3 separate regions of the Sus scrofa genome follow, and regions 1 and 2 are each linked to region 3. A link is a contact called in public Hi-C and targeted proximity ligation data. All regions are on one chromosome and are shown on one strand. The core of a region is the stretch at or near the end of the contact, and the rest is flanking DNA. Distances in the headings are between cores, read along the strand shown.

Region 1 (3,425 bases), core at 436-2,935, 170 kb after region 3:
GGGGGCCTTTTGTCCCTACGCCTTTTTTTTTTTTATTATTATTAGAGTATAGTTGATTTACAACGTTGCGCCAATTTCTGCTGTACGGCATAGTGACCCAGTCATACATATATATACATTCTTTTTCTCATGTTATCTTCCTCATTGTCTATCCCAAGATACTGGACATCCCCTCATTGCTTATCTATTCTAAATGTAATAGTTTGCATCTACCAATCCCAAACTCCCAGTCCATTTCACTCCCTCCCTCCTTCCTCTTGGCAACCACATGTCTGTTCTCTATGTCCGTGAGTCTGTTTCTGTTTTGTAGATAGGTTCATTTGCGCCATATTTTGGATTCCTTACGTCTTGATCCAGGACCCAAAGGCCCATTGAAGTTTTAAAACCAAAAGCTTCCTTCTCTTCATTTGTTGAGTTCTTGTTTATTCTAAACATTCTGGTTTAGGTATGATTGCTGCAGAGCTCTTCCCTGCCACTGTGGGAGTTTACGGTTGAAGCAGTTAAGGCTCCGAGAGATTGTCCTGGGTCAAGTGGACTTTAGTTTCTTACCCTGGCCTCCGGGCCTTTCTCCCCCATGACAACCACCTGAAATCTCATGAGGTCCTACTTGCAGCTCCCACACCTCCAGAGAGCTTGTTTAGTTCTGGGGACATCATCTAACACAGGCTGCAGAGAGGCCAGCATCTTTAGCCTCTAGGGTTTGGGGAGCCAAGCTCAGGGTAGGGAGGTTGGAGATTTTCTGTGTTCAGAACTTCAAAGGCTCATCTGGGTTAATTCACCCCTTCAAGCTCCCCACCAACCCATGCCCTATGGTAATCTCATAGGCGGTAGGCACACTACCTTTTTATAATTATTTAGAAACCAGTTGATTGATGGAAAGGAGCTGTAGCACCGCAAGATTATTATTTACGTCGAGTCACTTTATTCAACATTGAACACCTAGAAGTTGAAGCAATTCTCTCTCCTAAGTTACAGATTCTAAAGGAAAAGATGGAGCATCACAGCCTGGAGTGAAATCAAGCCGCAAATAAATGTTTATTAAGGAGCTCCTTTGTGGGTTGCCTAGAAGCCAAGGGATGGGGTTCGGGAGGTGGGTGGATATAGAGTAGGCGATGCCCCTGAAAAGCTACCTGTGGGGATGGGTAGTGCAGGTGAGAAGAGAGTTCCTGCCAACCTCAATGATGCTCAATCCCAGAGGGATGGCTCAGATGGACAATGCTGGAGGAGACAGGCTGGGTCCTGGGAAGGAATGCACTGGAGCCCAGTGTAAGGCACTTGTGTGGGGGTGCTTGGGCAGGATGGTGGCTACGTGAGCCTATCTCAGTGCTGGGTATTTGCAGGGGCACCCAGGGAACACGGGGGACAGTGTAGAGGAAGTGAGCTGCCATGTTGAGGGGCTGAATGTCACCCTGTGGACAGGGAAGTTTTGGTTAAAGAGGTTGTCATGATGACGACTGTATTGTACATCAGTGTATTGGATTTCCAGGAGGGGATTAGGAGTGCTGAGCGTCAGGAAAGATCTAGAAGGCGATTCTATGAGAACTGGCACCAGGGGTGGAAATGGAACCAAAGTGTAGGCACAGAAGCTTATGAAGAAGGATTTTGGGGTGACTGCTAAGGTCAGAGGGGCAGAGTGTGGGAGCACAGAGAGATGGCTCCAAGTGTAGGGCCTGAGAGGACGGGCTGCAAAGCGTGCTGGCCCTTGTCCAGCACTCTCTCTTTCCCAGTTCTTTGTATATATCTTTTCAGAAGTAATTGTGTCAAGTCAGCATATATCGGCTATTGTGTATATAAAATACAAGTGTGTACAAAGGCACAGAGAGACAGGAAAGCTAACGTTCCAGTCATCTCCAGAGGGGAGAAGAGTAATTTTATAGTTTGGGGAAGGCCCAGGGCATTTTAAGAGCAGCTGGTTTCCAGAGAATGAAACTTGAGCCAACCCTGGAGCGAAGTGCTGTGGCTCTTGAGAAATTAGAAAGCAGCCAAAATCATGCGCCCACTAGTGGTCCCAGCAGATGAGGTCAGGGCCGCCGTGCTCCTGCTGGAGCGGCCCACATCCTGCCTGCACTGTGGAGGTTGTCTATGGATGAGTTTGTTATTGGACGTGAAGAACAGCCAAGGATCCCCAGCTCTGCATGGCTACTTTCTTCCTTTTTCCTGGGTGTGGAGGCCCTGTAAGGATGCTGGGCAGTAGAGAGCTTTGTGTCACTGGGCTTTGCACTTTCAACCTGGTTGACTCAGCTGGCTTGGCCACTGAAGTGGTGGGAAGGGTGCAGTTGGGGATGCTGTGGGGTTAGAGGTGTGAATCCATGACATAATCGGGGGCTAAATCTTTCTCATAAGACCAACTTCTCTTTTCTCTCTTGGTTAGGAGTGTTTGCTTTTTAACCTTCTCTCTCTGTAAGGAGAGTTGTTTCTTAACTTTTAACTTTGGCAGTGCTTCTCTTAGGCAGAACATAAACTCATGTTAATAATTATCCGTATCCTATGATTCATATGTAACAGCCCAAGCAAAATATAACACCAGGTAAGTGAGATTGCTCTTGAATCTTCCAGTTGGGCCCTGGCAGTCACCTCCCTGTAACTGACACCTGTTCCCCCCACCCCACCCCAGGTGCCCAGACACCATGCTAGGTCTGGAGAGACAAAGACTGATGGGAACTGTCCCAGAAGGGCCCAGGCTCCCACTGAGGTGGCTCCCTGTCATTAAGCCCTATACCCCAGGTGACCTGCCAGAGAAGGAATTGAACTCCACTAGGGCCCTGAGCATTGCGTGGAACTCCCAGACAGCAATTCTCAAGGCTTGAGACCTTGGCCCGACAGCCGCATCCTTCCCACTGCCTCAAACAACACACCTGGGGCTGCCAGGTTGATCAGCAGTAACTTTGATCCTTTGCTCTTTCTGGATGAAAAGAAGTTGGAATTTGTTCGAAAATAGTTCACACCAAAGGGCTGAACTATTGAATTCACTCTCTCAGAAAGCTTCTTGCTAACTTTGGGTCCCCTGAAGTTAGGAAATTAAAGAATCTGAGTAACTTGACTTGCGAGAAGCCAGTGGTGGATTTTCTTCTATTTGGCTAATTGGGTACTAGGGTCTGTGTTACATCCCAGGAGTCACATCCACAGTGATAAATTCAGGGGGAGGGGAGAGGCAGAAAGGCAGCCATGAGTGGGCCATGCCCTCCCCCCCACCCCCACCCCAGCCCCAGGCTGCTTGGTTTACTCCTTGCAGGCTTCTGAGAAGAGCATCTTCGGTCTGTCTGTCTATGACAAACAACTTCAGGTTTTCCCTACCTTCCTCTGGCTGCGTTTTGTTTATTTCCCAGGTTGTTGCCTAAGCCCAGTTGCACCTCTGAGGGCTCACCCAGTTCTGGTGCTGGCAGCCACAGAGGCATCTGAGACATGTGTGCTCTGGGCAGCTGTTT
Region 2 (3,478 bases), core at 851-3,350, 130 kb after region 3:
TGGCATCAGAGAGCTGTGCACAGGCAGCGTCACGCCTCCGTGCCAGTCTTTCGGTTGGATATTAAGTCCCCTAGAATTCTTCTCATAACTCACACATATAAACATCCTCTTGTAGATGTCAAGAATTAAATAAAAAGCTACACGGAGGTATAGTGAAAAGATCTTGAAGGTTCTGTGGTCAAATAGACCAGGTTTGAAGCTTGTCTTGCCATTTACTGGCTGTGGGTCTTGGATGAATAGCAAAAGCTCCCAGACTGCTCATCTGCAAAAATGGGGATTGCAATCCACAACCAATAACTCAGTTGACATTTGGGCTATGTCTTACAAAGTAAAGTATAGAGTGCTATGAGGGGATACAACACTGGGACTTAAAACCTAGTTGAGGAGTACCTGTCGTGGAGCAGCGGAAATGAATCCGACTAGGAACCATGAGGTTGCAGGTTCGATCCCTGGCCTTGCTCAGTGGGTTAAGGATCTGGCGTTGCCGTGAGCTGTGGCGTATGTTGCAGACACAACTCGGATATGGCGTTTCTGTGGCTGTGGTGTAGACTGGTGGCTGCAGCTCCGATTAGACCCCTAGCCTGGGAACCTCCATATGCCACAGGTGCAGCCCTGAAAAAGACCAAAAAACAAAAACAAACAAAAAACCTAGATGAAGGGGGCTGGGGTGGGAGTGGGGTTCTCAGAGAAAACTTCCTTGAGAAGGTAAAGTTTGAGTTGGGTGTTGATAGAGGGCAGTTTTAAGTACGCAGAGTCGGTACCTGGGTTTCCTCCCCATCCCCACCCTGCCCTCATGCTCAGACTCTAGCTAGGTCCTGTGGGGAGTGGGAGACGTGTGTTCCAGAAAAGCATGTCGTTTCAGAGCCACAGGGGATTTCAAAGAACATTGCATAAACCACTGCCTCCCACTCTCACTCTCTTTTGATTTTGCCAACAAAGAAGATGAAGCCCGAGAGATCACGTGACTTGCCCAGGCCCCTCAGCTGTTGAGCAGCAGGAGCAGGACTGGACCACATGCCAGTTTTGCCCCGTTTTGTGCCAGTTCTGGTGCTTCAGGTGCTTGATTTTTAATCTTCAATAACCTCTGTATGCACTAAGTCAGTGATATCATTATTTCTTTACAGATGAGGAAACTGATGCCAGGAGAGGTTCAATACCCCCTGGAGGCCACATAGCTCAGGAGATTCAGGCTTTGAACCCAGCCTGACTGCAGAGACCCTGCATTCCTAACGACCACCCTGCACTCCTCCTCCCAGAACCTCGATTTGCAGATTTCTGTTAAACCATGACATTTTCCCTGCTCTCGCGGACCTCCAGTCTTTTTGGAGAGAAAAGATGGCTTCGATACAACATAGATGAGAAAGCCCTGTGGAGGGGCGGGTTGGCTTTGGGCATAGCCTGTCAGCTCCCCTCGGGAGATTCGTTTTCTTCAGTGGCAACACTAAGGAAGAGTGAGGGTGGGTGATATAACCTTCTCTGAAGCCCACTGGCTGGGAGGTGGAGTCACCAGTGACTGAGGACTGTCATTGGGCAGAGGAGTTCAAACTTGGTCCTGAGGCAGTGGGGGGCCAGTGTGAGGTTCCGGGCAGCAGAAGGTGAAGAAGGAAAACCTGAGAGGTTTTTCTCTTCTGACTATGTCTCTCTGGAGGCTGACCTCCCAAGAGGACACACCTGGTCGCTTAGGTGCACATCGTTTGTGCTCTTTGGAGTCCCTGGCGGGGGAGCTCATTGTCATGGGTCGCCTTCCTGTTCCTCTTCAGATGAGGAAGGTTGAGTCACGGCTTGGACTTCTAGCAAGTTCTCCCTCCTGACTGGAGTTCCCTCTTTGTGATGGTACCTACACTTCTGCTCACCATCCCCTCCTCTGCCCCTCCTCCCATTATTCCCAACCTTCCTACCTACCCTACAGAGAGACCAAGGGACCCTGGATGGGGTTTCCTCCTTGGTACTGATGGGTGGTCTTCTAAGTCGGTGCATTTCCCCTGCTAACCTCTGGTTCAGTACTGTGGGGACATGCATAGAGAAATGTCCTCCTTTGCATCAGTCTCAGAAGAATGTCCCCCCCCCCATGGCCCTCCTCTCTATTTGCATAATGGCAAGAAAACACTACTGCCACCTAGTGGGAGTTCAGAGTGTGACCTTTAGAGCTCCTCCTCCTGACCCCAGCACATTATTTCTATTACTAAAATTTAGGCCAAGGAGCAGTTCCGAGTACCGTGTTCTTCCCCGTGTATGGATCCAAGTGGATCTTCAGGTCCCCTTCCCAGTCTCTAAAAACTCGCAGCTGCAAGTCTCAGAGGGGTTGTTTTGTGTACACCAGATGCAGCCTTTGAAACAGGTACAGGGAGCTCCATCTACTTTCTGGGGCTATCCTCACAGCAGTCCAATGACTTAGGTACCTGTGTCCCCACTTGCAAATGAGGAAGTCAAGATTCAAAAAAGTTAAGTAACATGCTTTATCGAGCATCTAACATGTGCCCAACCCCGTGGTAAGGTCTCCTAGGTTGTATGTGGAGTATGGTGGGTTTTCCTCTCCAGACACAGTGGCCAAGTATTGTCAGGTCCTGACCCCTGAGGCATTCCAGGAGGGCTGCCTGGATAGAGGAGGTGGATCTGGAGCCGGGATTTGGAAACCTGTATGGGAGAACATTTGGTGGGTGGGGACATAGAAGGCGCATGGGAATGGAGATGTCTGGGTAAGGATTGATTGCCCGTCTAGAGCAGAGCCTTGTGTTGGGGGTGGGGATCCAGGGTACGAGCCCTGAGCGTTGGGCTGGGGGCTCCAGGGAGCCGCTGTGTCTACAATTATGCTGCACTTATATGTATGGCAAGTAAGACATGCGTGATGCAGGAAACTGAAACAATGCAGAAGCACCTGAAGTAAAAAAACCAAAAAAATGAATATCCTCCCCCAAAAAACAAAGTTAATACAAGTTTGGTGTATATGCTTCTAGAAGATTTCCTATGTCTATAAACTTATATAGATAAATATGCCTATCTATCTATCTATCTATCTATCTATCTAATGCCCATGTATATATTATAGATATTATATATATGCAATGCCCATATATACATTATATATATAATATATATTACATGCCCACATATATAAATTAATACATGCATACCTTGTATGGGTTACTTTAAATAGGATTATTTTTAACTACAATTTTCAAATTTCCTTATCATAAAACTCTATTATGGTCATTTTTAAACTTTTTTTTAACAACTTGGATTTTTTCTGTTGTTACCACCTCCCCTTTTTTGGGGGCCACGCCTATGGCATTTGGAAGATCCCAGGCCAGGGATGGAGGGATTGAACCTAAGCCACAGCAGTGACAATCCTGAACCCTTAACCACTAGGCCAGCAGGGATTCCAGGTCATCGTTTAGCTTTTTAAAAATTCTTTTACTATGGAAGATTTTAAGCATATATAAAAATAAAACAGTATAATAAATCCACTCTACCAGCTTCA
Region 3 (3,446 bases), core at 739-3,238:
GGAAATTTGGAGGTTATTGGTTTTAAGACTGCTTAGTGCCACTGAGATGGCAATAGATTCTATTTAATATATTTGGGCTTCTTGCCCAAATTGGAGAAGTGGGGGAATATAATACCATGCAAAAAGTTCAAGTTTAGTGTGTCTTTAATTCTAAATATATTTTCTGTTCAACATACAGGAGAGGAGGGATTTTGGCCAGTGTCTTTCAATCTTTTCTTCTCTGTTTTCAGGCAAGATAGAACTCATCCAACAAAAGAGTAGAAGAAGGTATGAAACACTCAAGAATCCCTAACTTTACGAAAGAAGTCTGTGCCTTTCTCAACTCCCCCACAGGGCTGGGGCTGGAGTGAGGCACAAAATTTCAGGGATGCCAATAAACTCAGCAATACAAATAATTTTTTAATGTGATATTTAAAATTATTCAAAATTTGAATATTATGTTCATCCTGGAGTTCTACATTCGTTTTGATTTTTTAAAAAAATATTGCATTAAAATATTTTTTATCTTGATGGCTGAGTTTGTTGGTAGCCTTTCAATTCTGCCTCTTTGTCAGGCATCTCACTCATGTCTAGCTCTGGCTCTGCTTCCAAATGCCTTTGTAGATCCAGCCCTATTTGCCAGTGTCTCCCATCACATGCCTTATGAAGGGGGAAGCATTAAATAAGAATAGAATGGTGGAAGGAAGAAGCAAGAAGGAAAATTTTCTGATGATCAAAGAAATCAAACGTGAGCAGCAATGAGATATCCCACGTGTGCTTTGTCAAACTGACAGACTTTAAAATAAGCCTGCAGCTGGTGGGAGTGGCCCTGGAAGGCACAACTTTTATATCCTGGCTTTTAACATGTGAATGGTCTCCACTGTCCCTAAGACTACACACCAGCATTCTCTGTACTTTGCCCCTGCATCCAGGAGGCTGGGCTTCAAGAAATTACTTGAAAGCTGGGGAAGAGAGCAGTGGCTGCAGGCCTTAGGAGAGGTTTTGCCACCACCACCTTGGCACTTTTCTGATCATTTCTGCAACCTGTGTGCGGCTCTGGGTATCCCGTTGTTCCAGGGGACTGCCTCTTTCTTCGCTTTTAAGCTTTTTTAAGCCTTTGAGCCACAGGCGGTGATAACCTTTTACCAGTGAGAAAAAGTGATCGAGAGGTAGGTTTTACATTTTGGCCGACGCTAACCAGACTCACAAGATAAACACTCAGCTTACCACGATCCCTACAAACGCCCTGACTTGACTTGGCACAAGGGTGAGGGCCGAGGTTTTCTTTTTCCGTTTGCACAACAGGTTGGGGAGATGACCTCTTCCCAGCTCTGTCCTTCGGCGGTTCCAACCAGGGCCGCGCCTGGGACCTCCGCGCTCTCCGCCCCGCCCTCCCAGGTTCGCGTCCCCAGGCGCGGGGCCGTCCCTCTCCGGGCCGCCTTCCCTGTCCCCCGCTCCCCGCGGAGGAAATTCTTCCCCAGCAGCCCAGGGCTCGACTCACGTGATCAGCCGCAGCCGCGGCTTCCAGCGAGAGTTTAAAGGTTACGGAGGAAATTAGCACAGAGCCACTCGCCCCCCCCCCTTTCCCCCACCTCCCGCCATCCCGGTGGACGCGCCCCGTTTTCGGGCAGCTCGGACGGCCGCTGTCAGCGCGCTGCCCAGAGCCCTGTCCCCCAAAAGGGCATAGGCAAGGTCCAGAGTAAATATGAAGTCACTTTGTAGAGAATAAACAAACACAAAACGGAGCCAGGGAGCTACTAAGCTTTCACTTGTCAACAAGTTCTTGCAGCCGGAGAAGTCCAGGGCAGACCCCCAAAGGGAGAACGTCCCCAGAGAATGGGAAGAGACGATACATGTTTTAAAACACATACCAAACCTTGCACAGCCTTCCCTTTCCCCCTTCCCCCACCACCGTGGAGCGGAGCGTCTCCGGACAGAATGACAGACAGACCGGCCAATACTCCGCAGGCTGCCCTAGCCTGCCAGAGTCCGAGTAGAGGTGGGGCTGGGGGAGGGTCTCGCGTCCTCTCCGGCAACACGACCCCCGCCACTCCTCCACCCCTGGTTCTAAAAGAGTGTTGGCGGCCGAGCCCGGAGAGATGCGCGACCCACTGGTCCCCGGGCGGAGACCACAGACCAGGTACGGATAACTGGCGGGCCCGTAGCCCCGCCCTCAAGGCCGCCACTCCCCGGGGTCCCGCGCGGGGTCCCCGCCTGGCTCCCCGGCCCGCCGCCGAGACCCAGGCAGGCTCGTCTGCTCTCTGTAGTCCTCTCCTCTGCTCACTTTTCCCGTATTGCTCCCCCAACCGGCAAAACTTTCTATTTCCCCAAACACAGGAACGCGCGCGCGCGCGCGCGTACACACACACACACACACACACACACACACACACACACACACACACTGACGTCTTTTGCGCATTTCCTGCATTAGAGGGAGGGAGACTCGCTCGCACACCGACGGAGGGAGAAGAGACCGAGGGGGAGAGCGGGCGGCGAGCGAGCGGCGGCCGAAAGCGGGGACGCGGGGAGCGGGGCGGGCGGGCGCCGGCGCCCGGGAGGTGGGGCCGCGCCGAGTCGCAGTCCCGGCCCCGCCGCCGCGCTGCGCACCGCCCGGTGCCGGCCTGCGCCCCGAGCCCGAGCGGCGGCCACCCCGACTCCCGAGCCCGCGCGGATGTGAGATTCACGGCTCCTGGCGCCTCCTGATCGCCGACTGCGGCGCGGCGCGTCTTCGTCCAAGAGGAGGCGGCCGGGCTGGCCGTGTGGCTTGTGGATTTTTAAAAATTTGGCTCCGAAGAGGACCATTTCCTCTCGACATGCATCCCTCCGGATAGACTGTACATCCCTCGGTCCATCCCCCGCCCCGCGCGGTCAGAGGCAGGCGCTGGGTGTTCGAAGAGGATCCGGGTTGAAATCTGCGCCCCCGGTTCAGGTCCCCGCCCCGTCCCACCGCCCCCTTCTCCTCCCGGAGTCGAAATTTCCCGGGGATTATGTTTCGGAAAGGTAGGTAAGAGCCGGGCGCGGCGCCCGCTTCCCGCAGCCCGGACTCGGAGAGCCAGCGAGGCAACGAGACAAGCCTCCGCGGCTTGCAGCGAAGCCGACAGCTCGTCTCCTCTTCTGGAGGTGCTGCTGGTGGTAGGGGGGAGAGACTTGCTCCAAACACGGACATCCCCCAGCTCTCCCCCCCTCCCTCTTTTCCGTTAGGAACCCAGCGAGGAAATACATGCACTGGCTGAGAATCGCCCGCGCCAGGGCGCAGCGCTACAAGGTGTAGGGAGAGTGTGGGGTGGGGCGAGAGGGGACCCAGGAGTCCCTGTGGCTCGGAGCGCCGCGGCGTCGGTTCTTCGTTCCTGCCCTCGGGGCGGACGGAGTGACCCCGGCTCCCACTCCCCGCCCCGACCATGGTAGTGTTCAATGGCCTTCTTAAAATCAAAATCTGCGAGGCCGTGAGCTTGAAGCCCACAGCC

Evidence for each region. A called contact is a pair of places that touch in the nucleus more often than the background predicts.
Region 1: a contact with region 3 is called in a targeted proximity ligation map of skeletal muscle, with 6 times the contacts expected there. A contact is called at or near these places in 1 of 5 promoter capture datasets (liver), 8 of 47 Hi-C or Micro-C datasets (embryonic fibroblasts, fetal heart ventricle, fibroblasts and 3 more) and 2 of 2 datasets of targeted methods (alveolar macrophages and skeletal muscle).
Region 2: a Hi-C map of alveolar macrophages shows a contact between it and region 3, with 3 times the contacts expected there. A contact is called at or near these places in 20 of 47 Hi-C or Micro-C datasets (alveolar macrophages, blood, embryonic fibroblasts and 8 more) and 2 of 2 datasets of targeted methods (alveolar macrophages and skeletal muscle).

Annotation. Positions count from the first base shown.
Region 1 is chr3:94,688,046-94,691,470 of Sscrofa11.1, reverse strand. The region is part of intron 2 of PRKCE (protein kinase C epsilon type); the gene reads left to right. Among named protein-coding and RNA genes, the nearest start is that of PRKCE, 170 kb to the left of the region's middle.
Region 2 is chr3:94,732,228-94,735,705 of Sscrofa11.1, reverse strand. All of the region lies in intron 2 of PRKCE (protein kinase C epsilon type), which reads left to right. Among named protein-coding and RNA genes, the nearest start is that of PRKCE, 130 kb to the left of the region's middle.
Region 3 is chr3:94,863,091-94,866,536 of Sscrofa11.1, reverse strand. PRKCE (protein kinase C epsilon type) reads left to right here and starts at 1,988. Exons shown (of 16, transcript XM_021088295.1): 1 at 1,988-2,119; 2 at 3,184-3,446. The coding sequence starts at 3,381.